Regions from separate parts of the Sus scrofa genome. Here region 1 is linked to region 2. The links are chromatin contacts, called in public Hi-C maps. All regions are on one chromosome and are shown on one strand. The core of a region is the stretch at or near the end of the contact, and the rest is flanking DNA. Distances in the headings are between cores, read along the strand shown.

Region 1 (2,700 bases), core at 77-2,576, 200 kb before region 2:
CTGCTTTTTTCTAGACATGCCAACCCTCCTTAAAGCATGGGAGTGGGGGCATCTCCCAGAAAGATGGTCAAACTGAAGGAGCTGAGGGAAAGCAGGACCATGAAGAGACTACCAGGCTAATAAGCCTCAAGGGACAGATAGAAAAGATATTTAATGGGGAAAAACAGCAGAACTTGGCAATGTGGGGCTCCTGACCCATTTCTTTTATGGACGACCCCAACTCCATAGTTTGCAGGACTCAGCACAAAATTAAAATGTGAGCCTCCTATTCAAAGTGCAGTAGTGCCATTAAAGGTATGAAAATGTTTTTCTTTCCTCCACAGTCTCTCTTGCGACTTTCCATGGTACTCTCTATTTGCCATTTAATGTCATTCTAAGGAGAGAAAAATTAAAATTTTTAATTATTTTAAATTATTAGCACAAATTATTTTTACCATTCATTCATCTTTATAGTGTGCAATATCTGTTTTAAAGGCATTTAACTCACATGCAGAATCACCAAGAGTGCATAATTCTTGTTCTGCGGCTCTTAGATACATATGTATTTTGTTTTTGCCAGAAGAGAAGAAACGCTGCACAAAACGAACTCGATTGTTTTCATTTCTGGAGTTCCCATTGTGGCGCGCGGAAACAAATCTGACTAGGAACTGTGAGGTCGCAGGTTTGATCCCTGGCCTCGCTCAGTGGGTTAAGGATCCCGCACTGCTGTGAGCTCTGGTATAGATCGCAGACGCGGCTTGGATCTTGTGTTGCTGTGGTGTAGGCTGGTGGCTGCAGCTCCGATTGGACCCCTAGTCTGGCAACCTCCATTTGCTGCGGGTGTGGCCCTAAAAAGACCAAAAAAAATTTTTTTTTTAATTTTTTTCATTTCTTAATACATGTACATCCTTTCGGGAATGATGAAAGAGGGAAGGAAAGAAGGAAGGAGGGGAGGGGGGAGAGGGGCGGGGATGGGGGAGAGGGGAGGGGAGAGGAGAAGGGAAGGAAATGGAAGGAAGGGGAAAGAAAAGGAATTATGGCTTCGCCTGTGTTCCTCTTTCCCTCCCCGTCTTCATTTTCGGCCTCAGTGAGGATACAACAGGGCTCCTTTGTTGGTTGTGTCTCCTTTCTGTGTTCTAAGAAAGTTCTGTTTCAGATGGAAAGTGTGGCCTCTTAGGGTTGTCAGTGCCCCATACTTAGCCAACCATAGACATAACACACTTATCTTGTACAGTGGTCCCCCCCGATCTGTGGTTTCTCTTTCCACGGCTTTCAGTGACCTGTGGTCAACTGAGGTCTGAAAAGATTACATGGAAAATTCCAGAAATAAATAACTCATAAGTTTTAAATTGCGTGCGCTTCTAAGTTGTGTGATGAAACCCCGCATTGTCCTGCTCCCTCCCGCCAGGGACATGACTCAACCCTTTGTCCAGCATATTCCACCCATTAGGTGTTTAGTGGCCGTCCAAGTGGTCAGATCAACCGTCAAGGTATGGCAGGACTTGTGTTCGGGTTTATTTTACTTAATAACAGCCCCCAAAGGGCAAGAGTCCCAATGCTGGCAATTCAGATCTGCCAGAGAGAAGCTGTCAGATGCGTCTTTTTACGTAAAAAAATGAAAGCTCTCAGCTTAATAAGGAAAGGAAAAAAATCATAAGCCTGGTTGCCAAGATCTATGGTAAGAATGAATCGTCTACCTTTGGAATTGTGAAGAAGGAAAAAGAAATGTGTGCCAGTTTTGCTCTTGCACCTCAGACTGCAAAAGTCACAGCTACAGTGCATGATTAAGTGCTTAGTTAAGGTGGAAAAGGCATTAAATCTGTATAATAAGGATGAGGGCTAGAAATAGTTATGCTTGGATCACAGGTACAAACGAGGACTGGCTGGCCAGCTGGATTTTGGTCACCCTAGGAATAGGTATATAGACATAGAGACACATAGAGAGATAAAAGGCTGTGTCACGGGCCCAAGAGCAAGAGTGGGGGGAACCTCAGATCATTCTAGATCGGATCATAAGAAAATTCTTGGGCGAACAGGCTGCTTCACTCCCTCCCTCTCTCTCCCCATCATTACCAGTTCCAAATTCCCAGGGAAAGCTCTAACTGGCCCAGCTTTGGTGAAGTGCCAACCCACCCAGCCCCAACCTTGTACACACTACCTGGACCGGGGGCAAGAAACTACTTCACAGACATGCCTTCTAGGTGGCACATGAAGCTGGGCAGACTCTTCAAAAGAGATGAACTACAAACTCTGAATAACATTAAGGTATTACAGCTCAGCTGGCCAGGCATGATGATGTATTGAATAAGTAGAGTCAGCTGTTGTTCAAAAGCTCCTGGCGGGGAAAGATAGTCAGGGAAGACTTCCTGGAAGAGGTGACCCTTGAGAGACTGGCAGACCTTGGGTGGAGGCAGAGGAACGGGACAAGTTTCCAGAGAAGGGAACAGCATGAACCAAGCCCAGGAAGCGAGATAAGTGATCATTGGTAAATTGGTCACCAATTTATCTTCTGCTCTTCCCCCGTTGGGCCTCATGGTCCATTATCATGAAGTCATGTTTTAGGTAATAGTCTGTTTGAGGACTTGAAACCTTACTCCCCGTCGTCCTCCTGCTCCTTGCCGGTGGGGAGCATGGAGCATCTGGCTGTAGCTGGGATGGTCTATAGGTCAGGCGGTAGGATTAACCAATATGTGAAACCATTTTTACGAGACGCTGTTGAGA
Region 2 (2,700 bases), core at 163-2,662:
ACCAAGCCCGTCACACACTTGTGAGGAATAAGCGAGTTAAGGCATGAAAACAACAATATCACCAAACATTTAATCAGCACTTGTTGTATATTAGCACTTAGTAATTTCAGACAGGTGGGTATATTTAGTCCCTGTATCCACCTCAGCCAGACGTGGAAGTAGAGGTAATGATTTTTTTTTAAGTGTTTTCTTCTGGGATTTTTTCCTCTCTACATGTACTAGTCTCTGCAATGTAGACCTGAGTGTATATATTCAGCAAATCTTTATCAGGTGTCTACCCACCCTGGGCTAAGCACTTTCATCCTCACAAACACTGTGTAAGGCAGGTACTATTATAATCACCTCCATCTTACAGGTGAGGAAATGAGGCAATAAGAAGTTTAGGTAACTTGCCTGGAGTCACACACCCAGATGGTCAAGCTCCAGAGCCAGTGTTCCTAGCCACTAGGCCATCCTGCCCCCACTAGCTCTAAGAAGTCCAAGGGTAGTAACAGGAAGTGAGGCAAGAGGTCCACAGCCAACGGATGCAGGAACAGGCTGGGAAATTGGAAGCTCACTAGGAGGCTCCTGAACAAGGCTCACAGGTCCAAAGTTTATACCTTTGCAGCTGGCTTTTGGGTGAGTCTGGCAGAATTAGAGGCCTATGGAGATGCATAGACACCAAACCACTGAAAATGCCCATCCATCTTCTAATGACAAGCCTGACCCTTAGTGCTCTCTTAAGATACAACCTCACTGTCTCTGACTTCAGGACACCCTAACAAGTGACTTCAATGGAAAAAGACTCTGCCCCAAATCAGCAGGGGCCCCCAGAACTTTGATGGGGTTTCTAAAGCATAGCAAGGCACCCTGTTCAGTGGAGCTCCTGAGCCAGAAAGGGTTTTGCCTGCTGACTTCACTTTTTAATCTCTGCCAAGGGGTACCCCGTGGCCACCACAGGCTCTCCATCAAGCCATTTCTGGAAGGATTTCCACCAAGAAAAAAATAGGCTCTGCTATGACACAATGCAAGGATGGGTAAGCCACCAGTGCGTGGTATGTGTGGTAATTTTGAATACTTCCCCTGGATTAAGCAACTGCCCCCAGCAAGGGTAGGAGCAGGCTATAATGCCAAACTATTTGGGGTGGTTTGACATGCTGCCCAAATGCGAGCACATGACCCTAAAAGAGACACTTTAAGGCTTTTTACCCCCTGCAGGATTCAAACCTTAGAAAGGTTTGGGCCATCACAAAAGAAACCTCTCAGCTGCCTACACCACCACCCCATTCTCGCCATCCCCCACCGCTCCCCCACATCTGGTTTCTTACATAGACCTACTTGGAGTTCTTGGCTAGTTCATCCCGATCCTCTCCTGACAGGATCTCAGAACCTTAGAACTGGAGGGGGCTATCAGGAAAATGCGCCAAGCTTATTTTGCAGATCACCGCTAGCAGAGTGGACTAGAACCTGCGGCTCCGGAACTAATCTCCTCTCCGTCCTTTGCACTACACTGCCCTCTAGTGGCATTGAAAGGAAATTGGCTCTTGGGTCTGCATCCAGTTTTTAAGGCTCTGACACTTCCTCGGGGATTTGGGGCTCTAGGCTGTGTCTCTCTCTCTGAAAGTCTCACTCACTCTCTCTTGCACCCATTTTGACCTCAAGGGGCCTGATTCCTCCCTGGGAAGGACGAGAGGAAGGGAGACATCTGTGGAAGGAGGTAAGGTGGAGCTGGCCCTGGTTCTTGGCTAGCAGAGCCCCTGTTCTTGGCAGGAAAAACCATATTGCACGCAGAGAGAACCCAAAGATCTTCTCTGATATAAAAAGCTGTGAAGTCACAAGCTTTAAAAGGGATCTCCAAAGAGCCCCAAGTTTCTATTTCTCAGGGTGACCATTTCTATTATTTCATCTCCTACCCTAGAAGGATCAAAATCCCAAATGCCTTTGAAAGCCAGACAAGAATCCTAAGTGGATGGAGATGCAGGAGTGAGTGGGGGATGGGAACTGTGAGTATCTAGAGGACACACACAACCTGAAGAGCCTCAGACTCAAAATTCTAAACACATCTTTTTCTGGCCATCCGCAGGTGGGCTCATTTCACAAGACTCATATTTTCAATTTCCTGCCTTACTGTCAATTTTCCAGTAATATGTACTGAACACTTTCTGGTGTGGTGGGCACCGTTCTCCATACTGCAGGTGTAGTGACTGTGTTAAAGGTCACACAACTCTGTGAAGTAGGTGTTAACAGCACCATCTCTGTTAATAATGGGAAACTGAGGCCTTCGGCAGTTGTCCCTCTGTCAGACCGTTAGCCAGTGGTCTGGCCAGGATCTGAGCTCAGATAATCTGCCTCTAAAACCCAGTTTCTTTACCATCAGTATTATATACACAGCACAAGTATGTACAGCTGTAGCCTTGGACATTATGGGATGCCAGCTCTATCACTATGGCAAAGAGAATGTGATTTAGCGGACCAAGAAGAGATGTTAGAGACAGACGGATGTGAGTCTGAATCCTGGCCCCAACAACTACCTACAAATTAATAAAACCTTCTTAGCTGCAGTGAATGATCAGCAAAGCAGCGATCACTGTTCTTCCTCCCCAGGATAATCACCAGGATTAAGTGAGATAAGAAATGTGTTTTACCTACTGTGTGACATAAAACACAGATACACAATTATGGGCGACTGCTACTTATGTTAATGCCTAAGCATTCAGCACT

Evidence for each region. Hi-C and Micro-C count contacts between places; a contact is called where the count stands out from the background.
Region 1: a contact with region 2 is called in a Hi-C map of embryonic fibroblasts, with 2.1 times the contacts expected there. A contact is called at or near these places in 2 of 47 Hi-C or Micro-C datasets (embryonic fibroblasts and epiblast stem cells).

The regions. Positions count from the first base shown.
Region 1 is chr5:14,237,212-14,239,911 of Sscrofa11.1, reverse strand. No RefSeq gene overlaps it. Among named protein-coding and RNA genes, the nearest start is that of NUAK1, 150 kb to the right of the region's middle.
Region 2 is chr5:14,039,448-14,042,147 of Sscrofa11.1, reverse strand. No RefSeq gene overlaps it. Among named protein-coding and RNA genes, the nearest start is that of CKAP4, 20 kb to the right of the region's middle.